Regions from separate parts of the Rattus norvegicus genome. Here region 1 is linked to region 2. A link is a contact called in public Hi-C data. All regions are on one chromosome and are shown on one strand. The core of a region is the stretch at or near the end of the contact, and the rest is flanking DNA. Distances in the headings are between cores, read along the strand shown. Region 1 overlaps Grb10 (growth factor receptor bound protein 10). Region 2 overlaps Ddc (dopa decarboxylase).

What was found. A called contact is a pair of places that touch in the nucleus more often than the background predicts.
Region 1: a contact with region 2 is called in a Hi-C map of psoas muscle, with 6 times the contacts expected there. The contact joins two enhancer-like sites. A contact is called at or near these places in 3 of 12 Hi-C or Micro-C datasets (hepatocytes, kidney and psoas muscle).

Annotation. Positions count from the first base shown.
Region 1 is chr14:90,738,131-90,744,281 of GRCr8, reverse strand. Grb10 (growth factor receptor bound protein 10) reads left to right here. Exons shown (of 17, transcript NM_001401403.1): 4 at 97-250. Among named protein-coding and RNA genes, the nearest start is that of Ddc, 58 kb to the right of the region's middle. Within about 2 kb of position 1,816, at least 48 of the 93 cell types and tissues checked have an H3K27ac peak or open chromatin away from gene starts, as enhancers often do.
Region 2 is chr14:90,638,135-90,643,818 of GRCr8, reverse strand. The region is part of intron 6 of Ddc (dopa decarboxylase); the gene reads left to right. It overlaps LOC120096667 (a long non-coding RNA gene), which reads right to left. Exons shown (of 2, transcript XR_005493421.2): 1 at 1,646-5,684. Among named protein-coding and RNA genes, the nearest start is that of Ddc, 42 kb to the left of the region's middle. Within about 2 kb of position 3,233, at least 7 of the 93 cell types and tissues checked have an H3K27ac peak or open chromatin away from gene starts, as enhancers often do.

The sequences.
Region 1 (6,151 bases), core at 567-3,066, 100 kb before region 2:
CAGCATCCATAGAAACCCAGCATTTCCTTCTCTGGGGTGTAAACCCAGCAAGTGCGTGCGAGCATGGCACACTAGTTTTTAACTCCTTCCTTGTAGGCGCCTTCAGGAGGAAGACCAGCAGCTCCGAACTTCATCTCTTCCGGCCATCCCCAATCCGTTTCCGGAGCTCGCTGGGGGGGCCCCTGGGAGCCCTCCTTCGGTTGCTCCTAGCTCCTTACCTCCTCCTCCGAGCCAGCCTCCTGCCAAGCATGTAAGTGGTCCCTGACTACAGCACGGTGATGCATTTCTTTGTGGAGAAAGGAGGGAAGTTCTAAGATGGCCTCTTTGGGTTGATACTGAACTTCTTTTGTCTCATGAGTCCTTTTAATGCATTGGCTAAAATTCAATTTACTAAGTTAAGAATGTATCAGGGTAGTTTTGCAAAAAAAAAAAAAATTACTGTGTTTATATACTTATTTATGTGTTTATTTATTCTTAGAGACAGTATGTGTGCCATGATGCATATATATAATTAAAGGACAGTTTTCATGAGCCAGTTCTCTTTACACCATGCAGGTCCTGGAGGATCGAACTCAGGACCTCGGGCTTAGCATCCAAGTGTCTTTAGCCTCTCACCAGACTGAGGAACGCATCACTGTGTTTCAAAGAATCTTAACTGTGTTTTGTTGTTGTTGTTGTTGTTGATACTGCTGTTGTTTTTTAATTAATGATTTGATGCTTGAGGATGATTTTAGCTCTTTTAAAGAAATTGTGCAAGCAGGCCGTCCGGGTCAACCAGCCCTTCTGCTGTGCGCACACCGCTGGGCCGTCCTGTGTGCGCTCTTCAGTATGGGATGCAGTCGGAGTTTCCATCTTGAGGTCTTGACTTGGAATGCAGCCTGCTCAAGGCCAAAGATGGCCCCTTGACTCAGGAGATAACTGTCCTTTTAAACCTTGTTTCTCCTTTGAAGTGGTACTATGCAGTGGAGAGCTGGTCACTGCCCCCATGTGAGAAACTCCCCAGTGACAGCCACTCAGCCTATCAGAGACATGGGCAGGCGACTGGTGAGCAGTGGGCTGGGAACAGGATGGCCCAGGGCTCAGCAGCACACCACAGCCTGCGGCAGGGAATGTTAACAGAGACAGTGACTTTACAGGGAGGCTAGGCTCCGCTCGCAGCCCAGGCTGCTACGGCGGTGCTCACTTACTGCTCTGGTTGGCCCTATAAATTCAGTACAGATGCCACCATCTCCTACAGTGGAGGAAACTGAGGCTGGTGTCAACCTACAACTGCCTCTTTCAAGCTTGCAATTTAAAAGATTCTGTTTTCCCACTAGAACCACTCTTCCTCCCGCTTGCCCGCCTCTGCTGTTCTCTTACACAGGGGAGCCAGCAAGCCCCATTCTTTGCAGCCTAGTGGCACACAGCACCAGCTCTCCACTAGGCTTTTTCTAATTCTCGCTGACTTTGGAACACTGCTACCCCTGAGCGCCTCTCGAGCCACCCGCATTACAGCACTGTCAGACTTAGAAGGTGAGGTCAGTGTTCCTTGTCTCAGAGCCAGTACGGTCCTGGCTTCCGCACAGGGTCACATGCTGAAGTGCATCTGGGCTGTCTACCTCCCTGGTGACCTTCTGCCTTGAGTAAGGATCCTGATGATCGTGTATGGTTTGTCCCCGAGGTTGTTTACAAGTTTCCTGTCCTGAAGTAGACCACAAAAGTACTGTCTGGCCCTCGCCTTGCCTGGCAAGAAAATAAGCCTCCTCCCCACCGATTGTCCAAATTTGTAAGAATAAGGAAACCCGGGAATTTTGCCTGCTCGTGTTTTTCTTGGGATCAGAGTTGGCTCTTCATGAGAACAGTGCACTGGTGTGTTTGTCGTCAGATTCCTCAAGCCAACTGGGACCAGTGAGAGCAGGGAGGGTGTTTCTTACTTGTGGAAGGCTGTTGTTCTTTGTGGCTGTTTTTAGTTCTATTTTGTATTTATTCTCTGATAACCTCATGCACGTAAATTGTATAATTTTGTCAATATCCCACTCTTTCTGAGTCTCTTCTTCCACAGAAGCCCTATCCTACTTTCTTGTGTTTTTTTGTCCCAGCTCGGCGAGTTAGAGGCCTTCCTTCCACTCCCTCTGAGTTTCCTTTCCAGGGACTTTTTAATGGCTCCTTAAAGGGGCAAGAGTGGCCTGGCATAGGTGTTTGGACCCCAACCCTGAGAGAGATAGTGGGGTGTGGACTTGTTGCTCATCTTAGGCATCAGAGTCCTAGTACCGATTCCTAGGAAGGTGAGGATGTGAGTGGACACCCTCCCCTGCATGGGACACTTCCACAAGCCCATCCCAGTGACCACATGTGAACACCAAAGACCTGGAGCGCTGCAGAGTGCCGTGTGGCCACATGCAGCTCTGCTACCAAAGGTTCCAGTGGTCTTGTCTGGGGGCCACTGCCACACTCGGTCGCCCTGCAGCACTAGCCTGGCTCCTTCATAGATTCACAAAATGCCTCATGGAAACTCAGTAACCAGCTGGTTCTGGAAGCCCCAAGACTCAAGGAAGCACAGGAGGGAAACTCTGCAGGGGACAGAAAAGACCCCCAGCCCCACTCTTGCAAACAACAGTGCTCCCCAGTTCTGCTTCTCGTTCCATACAGACAGGGGCTGTGCAGAGAGTAGAGTAAGCTAAATCCAGCTTGTTACCATCCGACAGACACTGCCCTGAGTGCACCTTGTCTGGGGGCCGTGTACTCAGCAGCCTGGTGGGACAGCCTTATTAGGAAGGATGTGAGGGACCCCATATCACTGAGGACTGACATAGTTACAGATGACAATGGCACTAACATGGCTGCTGGATTTATGGATTTCCAAGTTGTCTTAGCCACTGTCAGGATATATTTAGCTGCAGAAAACCAAACCTGGCTGGCTTCCTTCATGAGGACACAACTTTGATGGAGTAGGATATCTGGGGCAGAAAGCAGAAGCTGCCCTGACCTTGTTCTGTGATGTGGAACTTATACACTGTCTCTGTAGGCCGAGCTAGCGTAACCAAAATCGGGCCTGTCATTAAGCACAACCTTTCCACCTCAGTAGGTGAGCCAGGTGCTTGAACACATGCAGTGGTGACAGGGAAAACTGAGGTCCTATCTGGAGTGTACTGACACAGCGGACATAAGTTGTTGCTGGATTGTACTGTTCAAGGGCAGAACTTCTGAGAAATATGGAGGACAAGGGAACTCGGAACAGGAGGTCTGATTCATGTTAGGTAGTGCTGTAGATGGGACCTTACTGAATTCATAACAGGCTCAGCAATGGCAGGCTTCTCCTTCAACCAGTCAAGTTTCACGTGACCACATAGTGACTCCTTAGCATGTTTTTCCTTTCGCTCTTTAAACACTATTAGTCTCATATTCTGTGCCCATCATTAATGGTGCACAAATACGGCCCCAGCCCCAAACAGGTCTTCTCCCTTCGCCTAGTTTTAAAATTAATTTTCTGGAACTGAACTGATGGCCTTACACAGGATTCTACTCCTGCATGTACCGATGGCCACTGGGGTCTTCCTAGGCTTTACCTGCATCCCGTGAGTGCACTGCCATTGAGACCTTGGTCTATGGGAAAGTCTGACCGTGGTTACAATGTGAAGAGTAGACGCTCACACAATCCCTAGTTCTCCTCTCGGTGCCTCACAGCATGTCGTGTCATCTGGTGCCTCCTGAGGTCAGAAGTATGGCGACCTAGACCTAGCCGAGGTTTAATTTGAGTTCAGGTGCCACATCCTGAGACAATTGTGGCTCACAGAAGTCCCCGGGCTGCAGCCAGAGCTGAGATGGAGATAACCCAGTGAGACAGAGACAATGGCAGTATCCTGTGGCAGCCTGGCGTAAGACATATCAGCTCATCCGTGTCAAAAGATAAAACCCTCTGCTTGGCACACCCATCTCTTTTCTCTAACCTCCTACTCACTCACATCTCTCCAGGGAGGCCCTGCCTGGTGGCCATCTCCTCTGTACTAAGAGGCAAGCCCAGTGTGTGGTGGGTGAGCCTAGACTCATATTAGGACAGGGCTGGTGACCCCTTCAGAGCAGCAGCACCTTGGGAAGCCCTAGCTCCCTGTCTGTTGGAGGAGGCTGGTGTCACCCTCGTCTTTCAGATATTAATTCGGCACATCGGAAAATATAGACACAGTGCAGCTACTTCCTATATTTGATACAAGACCTAATTAATGCCACAGCTACCGCTGTGGGCACTTATTTTATCCTCTTCTCCTCTTGTGAAATAGAACAGACCACCAGAGACTTGCTCAAACATCAACCAAGGCCCAAGAAAGGCAAGGCCACTTTGCAGTCAGTAACTAAAATGTCAAAAGAATAAAATTTGTATCTGAGACCACTCACATGTAAGACCTTTACTGAAGTCAGGTGCCACAGCAAACCTGAGCCTCAGAACCCCTCTGAGCAAGCTGAACATCCGTGCACCGTCTCATTAGGAGCACCCATGTGAATTTACCAAAAGCAGCCAGACAGAACCACTAGCTTGGGGTGGGGATATAGTTCTGTGGTGCAGGATTTGTCTAGCAAGTACAAGACTCTAGGTATTCCACAGTTCGGGAAATTTTGCATTTTCCCCCACGTTCTTGGGAATTCACATTTCCTACTTGGTCTAAGAGGACCTGAAAAAGTTAACAAAGAAAACTCAAGTTAACCTAGAGCTTTTTGAAGGTTTTTATAAAAAATAAAAAAAAAAACTTTACATATTTTAAGTATTTATTAGATACTACATATTATAAAAATACTCACATAAAAACAGTTCCCACAGAGCCTGCTTTGGTGCTAAATTGCCCAAGATAAAAGTAAAGGCTGCCCTGACTGTCACGCTGACTCGTGGTGTTGCTAAGCGCTCAGAGCCCCAAGCTTTACAGCATCTGGAACCTGAGCACAGTCCCTCTTGCTTGGACGACGTGACGGTACCTTCATGTCTCTGTTCGCCTCTGAACAAATGATGCAATCCCAGCAGGGAGTCGTGACCTAGAGCCGACCATGTGCTTGGCTAAAAATGAGACAAGAAGTCGTCCCAGGAATCTCGTGTGAAATCCCAGCCTAGTGTTTCTCTGCACTATAAATATCTTATATAAATTCTATAAATTTGAGAAGCCTAGCTGATTACTACAGCCTCAGATCTCTCTTATCTTGAAAGAGTACTGCAAACATGAGCCTTAAATTTTATCTTGTGGAAAGAACCACCAGCCTTTAGCTACAGGAATGAGTTTGTGCCTTCCCTGCACAGGGACTAAGGTGATAAGATCCTTCTGCAGAATCAGAGACCAGCAAGGGGAAGGGCTTATTTTTTGAACATTGGTAATTTTAAGAGAGAGGGGGGGGGGAAGGAGAAGGAGAAGGAGAAGGAGAAGGAGAAGGAGAAGGAGAAGGAGAAGGAGAAGGAGAAGGAGAAGGAGAAGGAGAAGGAGAAGGAGAAGGAGAAGAAGAAGAAGAAGAAGAAGAAGAAGAAGAAGAAGAAGAAGAAGAAGAAGAAGAAGAAGAAGAAGAAGAAGAAGAAGAAGAAGAAGAAGAAGAAGAAGAAGAAGAAAAAGCCTCTGCGTCTGCTAGAAACCAGAAATCATTGTCCTGGGAAAATTGATTTGCGAATTCTTACTTGATGGTTCGGCTTTAAATTTCATTAGAAAATGGGAACGTCGCCAGCTAGTGAACGTTTTACCTGATTAGCTTCTGTCCTAGTTAGTTTCAGCTGTCAACTTGACACAGCCCAGAGTCATCTGAAGGGAGGCTCAGTTCAGAGATTGCCCAGATCAGATTGGCCTGTGGCCATGTCTGTGAGAGATTGTCCTAACTGGTGATTGATGTCGAAGGGCCTGGCCCATGCCTGGGCAGCCCCATCCAGAGGCAAATGGGTCTGAACTATAAGGAAAGCTGGCTGAGTGAATGTTCCTCCATTGTTCCTGTACTGAACTCTTGCCTGACTTCCCACAGTGATAGGCTGGGACCTGGAGTTAGTTATAAGTCAAGTAGCCCTTTCCCCACCAAGTTGCTTTTGGTCAGTGTTCTATTTTCAGCATCAGAAAACAGGCTCGCATCCCTTTTGCAGTGGCTGGGCTTGCCATCTTGCTTGCCCTCAAAGAGCACTCTTCCCTGTGTTAGCATTAGAACCCACAATTCACCTTGG
Region 2 (5,684 bases), core at 1,984-4,483:
TTAAAATGCTGAAATGTTTTGTTTCCGAAAGGATCTACTTTTCTGCTGCTCCTTTCTTTACTCTCACCTTCTGGTCTCCGTTATCCTCACAATCTGTTTTGTGTTCTAAGTTTCAGTGATTTCGGGGATGTTATGCAAATGGGTCGCATAGTTCCTGAAAAGTTCAGACTGGCATCTTTTCACTCGATGTTGTGCCTTTTGCCATCCATCTAGGTCCTTTGGGCTGCTCTACTGCAGATTCGGTACCAAACCGTGTAGCTCATGACGTGTTCATCCATCACCTAGTGAGAAATACTTTAGTTTCTCCCGTTTTCCACCCACGCACATCTGTGAACATTAATGCACAGATATTTGGATTGAGAAACATTTCCATTTCTTTGGGATACATTCTGTAAGATTAATAGACTGTCTCATCGTTCCACTATTCAGCTTGAAAAATTCAGGGTCTTTGGCTTCCTCACAAGCATTTGGCGTTGTCATTTTTCTTTGTTGTAGTTCTATGGATAAGGGGTGTAATAACCTCTCCTAGGGACATAATGATCATTTCTCTGGTGAGTAAAAATGTTAAATATCTTTTTGTGTGTCCATACATTTTTAATAAAATATGAAATCATTTGTGTGTGTGTGTGTGTGTGTCTGTGTGAAGGGGAGAGAGAGAGAGAGAGAGAGAGAGAGAGAGAGAGAGAGAGAGAGAGAGAGAGAAGGTGCCCACAGAGTCCAGAAGAAGGTGCTAGACTCCTTTAGAGCTACAGTAAGTTACAGGTGGTTGTAAACAGCCCCATAATGGGGGTTAGAAATTGGATTCTTCTCTGCAAATCAGTATGTGCTCTTAGACACTGACCATCTTTCCAACTTCTGAGTTGATTTTTAATTTTTTCTCCTTAAAGGTAATGTTTTTTATGAATTCACCGAGAGTTCTGCACAATGCGTTTTGATAATATTCGCCCCCCAATTCCTCTCCCTAATTATTTTCAGAAATTACCTACACCTCCCTACCCACTCACAAACCTGTGTCTTTGTGCTTTTTTTTTTTTTTCTTTTTAAGTAACCCACTGAGTTATTTTGCATTGCCCAGATACTCATGGGGGTGAGGCCATGCAGTGGAGCACAGTTGACATACCAGGAGCCGCACCCTTAAGGAAAACTGACTCTCCCTTCCCTGGCAGCCATCAATGTCAACCTCTTTTTTTTTTTTTTTTTTTTTTTTTTTTTTTTTTTTTTTGGTAACAGATTGATTTTGTTAGAGCAGTTTTAGGTTGCTGCCGTGACAGACAGAATACCTAACAGAAATAATTCAAGGAGGAAGGAATTATTCTGGCTCCTGGTTTAAGGAACACAGGCTATCAGATGGCAGCAGGGGCTGTTTGGAGGGCAGTTGGAATGTGAGGCAGCTGTTAAATCACATTAGCAGTCAAAAACCAGAGAGCTAGCTAGGCTAGAAGGGAGCTGGCCAAGAACCCATAAGGCCTGCCCCACAATATCCTGCTTCCCCTAGCTAGGCCCCATGTCCCAAATAGCCTACAACCTTCTAAGGCCACACCGCCATCTGCGTGAGTGTTGAAACACATAAGCCCGTGTGGGACATTCCACATTCAAGTCATAGTGCAGGTTCACAGATAAAAAATAGAACAGAAACTTTCCATACCGACTTGCATGTTTTCCAAATGTCTTCTCGAAGTCTGTAGCTGCTTGTTCTAGCCGCTGAATTCGTGTCTTTTGTCTATGGTGAGACAGATATCTAATTTTAGTGAGGTGCAATTTATCCATTCCTTCCACAGATCAGACCTTTGGTGTTACACATCAAAGTTTACTAGCCAGTACAGTGCAAGCAACCTTTCCCCTTTTGGGGTAGTGCTAAATACTATTAAAACAAAACAAAAGCAAAACAAACAAATAAAAACCAATGATATCAGCGTTAATGAAACAGTCCTTAAGTACTCTTTATGATGTCCCTTTTCTCCTAATCAAACATGCAGAAGAATGACTCATTTTGACCCTCTAATTAGCGTTATATTCTCCCTTGCTGCCTTAGCTGCAGCAGAACTGTCACGTCAAATAGTCAACTACCCTTATGCCAGCGCCAACCACTAAGAACAGTTCACACACGGTCCTGAGAAAACTAAACAAGACTGCCATAGTTGATTGTCCCAACTAATGACGGCTATAGCTTCAGCCAGGGCTGTTTGAAACCCTTCCTGTCAGCCTATTTGCTCTAGCAAGCTTCCTTCCATAAGCTGTAACCCTGCAACCATTTCCACATAAGCCAAAAGGAAACCACCACACTGGCCTAGCAAAGAAACTGCTCTGACTGGTTAAGGTAAGGAGACAAGGCTGCGATTGATCCAAAAACAGATCTCAGTGGTGTGATTGGTGCTAAGAGGCAAGGCTGTATTGGCTCAAAACAAATGGCAGTTTGTGCCTCAATGCCTCTTCTCAGGTCGTGCCCTCCGACTTCCCAGGCTGGCTCATTAAATGTATCAGGCCCGATACATTGTACTGTGTCGCCTTCCCTGGTGTGGCAACATTAAGTCTAATAAAAGGGATCGCTCTCTCTCTCTCTCTCTCTCTCTCTCTCTCTCTCTCTCTCTCTCTCTCTCTCTCTCTCTCCTTCTCCCCCACACACCCCTGCCCCCCAGTGGCCTTTCCTTTTAGAAGTGAGGTTGAGTAACAGAAAGAGTAGAGAGATAGCAAAGGCAGTGGAATGGCAGTGGCAGCGACAGCTGAGCAAGTTGGCAGGCTGGGCGGTGAGGGAGGCAAGGCAGCTGCTTGACAGCTGAAGAAGAATCAGATGAACCGTTTGAGAGCTGCTAGGGTGGGACCCGAAGGGCTGAAGAAGAGGGGCGACGGGAGAAGGTGAGCAGCTGAGGCCAAAGAAGAAAAGGGCATAAGGTGTCAGAAAAGAAAAACTGCAGGCCCTGTTTGCCAGAGGAATTCCAGAGAGCTGTCAGATCGTTAGGGCGAAGGGTCTCAGAGGCCCCCCGGGGGGGGGAGGGGCTAGCACAGAACACTGGCCGGAGTGTGGGGTTCAGGAATCCCGACTTCCCTGGCCTACACAAGATTTGTGACACTGGCTGCTGTCAAGAGCTGAGAAATCCTTCTACTCCTGCTGCCCACAAACTTCAACCCTAATTACAAGCAAGGGCTGAAAATCCCAGCTTTCTAGGCTTACACAAGAGCTGTAGCACGTACAGGGCTTAGAGTCCCAATATCCAAGGCATGCATGAATTGTAACACTAGAAGGTACCACCTGCTGTTGCCCCCACCTGCTTATGGCCATCACTCACTGCTGCAAAACACCAAGGGAAACAAAGGGGCCCAGAACTTGAAGGTTGTCTCCTTGGCTACACATTATTTCTGTATAAACAGAACAAAGGGACTCCAGCCAGCTGATTCAACACCATGACCAGATAGATTTTCTTCAGTGTTACATTTTAGGCGCTCTGTAACTTCCTACTCTGTACTTAAATCTATAATCTATCTTCAGCCGAGTCTTGTGAAAAGAGTGAAATATGTTTAGAGTCCTTTGAGGGTGTGCATATGCGAGTCTTGTGATGGGCCATTGTTCCAGAGTGGTCTGTTGAAAGACTATACTTCCTCCATTAAACAACCATTTCTCCTTCTTCAACCACTGTTTGGCTTACATGTGTAGACCTATTTCTGGCCCACTGGTTTGGCTTATTTCTGGGGAAGGGGGCTGTTTCTTTATTTCTTTCTGTTTAAAGATTTGCCTTATGTGTATGAGTACACTGTCACAGACAGACACACCAGAAGGGGGCATCAGATCCCATTACAGATGGTTGTGAGCCACCGTGGTTACTAGAAATTGAACTCAGGACTCTGGAAGAGCACACAGTGTTCTTAATGGCAGAGCCATCTTTCTAGTCTTCTCTCGACGTTTCGAAGACCGCACTGCCTTGGTTATTTCAGGTTCTTAGTAAGTTGGCTAGATTTAGAATGAAATCTCTTTTAGAATTTTTTTTTTTGACTCTTGATTATAAACTTCAGATTCATTTGTTCCAATCTACCACAAGACTCATGGCTATTATCAAGTCGAGAAAGTTGTGCATAATCCTAGTCTGCCTAGAGGTAACTTTGCTTTGGATCATATATAATGATATGTTTTCTTTAGCCAGATGACATTTGTTTTCGAACATTCAACCAGCCACCCAAAGTCAAGCACACTTGGTTATAGTGTATAATTTCTTTCATATTGTTGGTTTCATTTTGCTAATATTTTATAAAAGATTCTTCTATCTATGTTTACGATGCTTGGCTATCATAGCCTTTCCTAAAAGTTCCTGTCTAGTGCTGTGGTAATGTTAGTGTGATAGATGAGTCATGGCATTTCATGTCTGTTTCTGAAATGTTCAGTGGAACAACCCGAGGAGTCCAGCTGGGAATGGTACTTTCTAATTTTGAAAGTTACTGACTACTCGCACACTTTCAATACAGACGGATCTACTGAGATTATGCATTTATCTTTACGTAAGATTTACGTCGAATCTCTCAAGAAATCTACACATTCCATCTGCATTTTAAATCGTGGACATGGAGCCCATGCTATTTCTGATTGTCCCTTTAGTGCCTATGAGATCAGAGTCCTCAATATTTTCATTTATCTTTTCAGTGCAGTGATCGGAGTCCTCAATATTTTCATTTATCTTTTCAGTGCAGTGATCAGAGTCCTCAATATTTTCACTTATCTTTTCAGTGCAGAGATGGTTCCCGTTTTGATGTCAATAATTTTTGTCTTTGCTGTTGTGTCTTAGCTAATCTGGATCAAGCCTATCACATTTATTGATCTTTTCAAAGAATTAACTTTTTACTATGCCCCATTTCATTAATGTGTTGATATTTCTTCTTATTTTCTTATGACTGCTTTGCACTTAATTTTCTTTTTTTTTTTTACTAGTTCCCTAAGGTGATCACTTAGGTTATATATTAGACTTTCCTTCTACTCTAGTTTTTGCATTCAATGCTATAAATCTCTCTCTAAGCACTTTCACTATACTGATAAATTACCTTGAGTTGTAGTGTCATTTTCTATGAGCTGAAGTACTCTTTGGTATTTCTTGGGAATTTTCCTTTGACATTTAGAAATGTGTTTTATGATTATTCAGAGTTTGGAGTGTATCTATCTATCTCCAGCTATCTGTTAGTTACTGGTTTCTAGTCAAATTCCGCTGTCATTTAAGAACATATCTTGTATAATATCTATTCTTTCAAATTTATTGAGATGGGTTTTATGGCCCAGAATGCGGCTTGTGTTAGTGAATGTTCCATATAAACATGTGAAGAAGTTAAATTCTTCTGATTATTATATGAAGTACTTTACAGATTTTAGTAAATCCAATAATTAATGGTCCTTTGCAGTTCAAGAATGTCTTCATCACATTTATATCTCTTGGATCTATCCATTCCTAGGAGAAGAGTGCTGAGCGTCTTCAACTGTGAGGGTTGCCTCATCTCTCTCTTTCCCCAGGGCAATCAATTTTTAGTTTGTGCATCTTGATGAGGGGTGCATATCAAGGAGGCTTGCTGGTTTCTTGGGGGAACTGTCCTCTCAACATTATAAGAAGTTATTTGTTGCTGCTATGGTGTACCCCTCCTCCCCCGCAATGACCCTCTGCGAATTTTTTTTTTAAGTTTTTGATTTTGGGAAAATAAACATAGTGTGAAATACA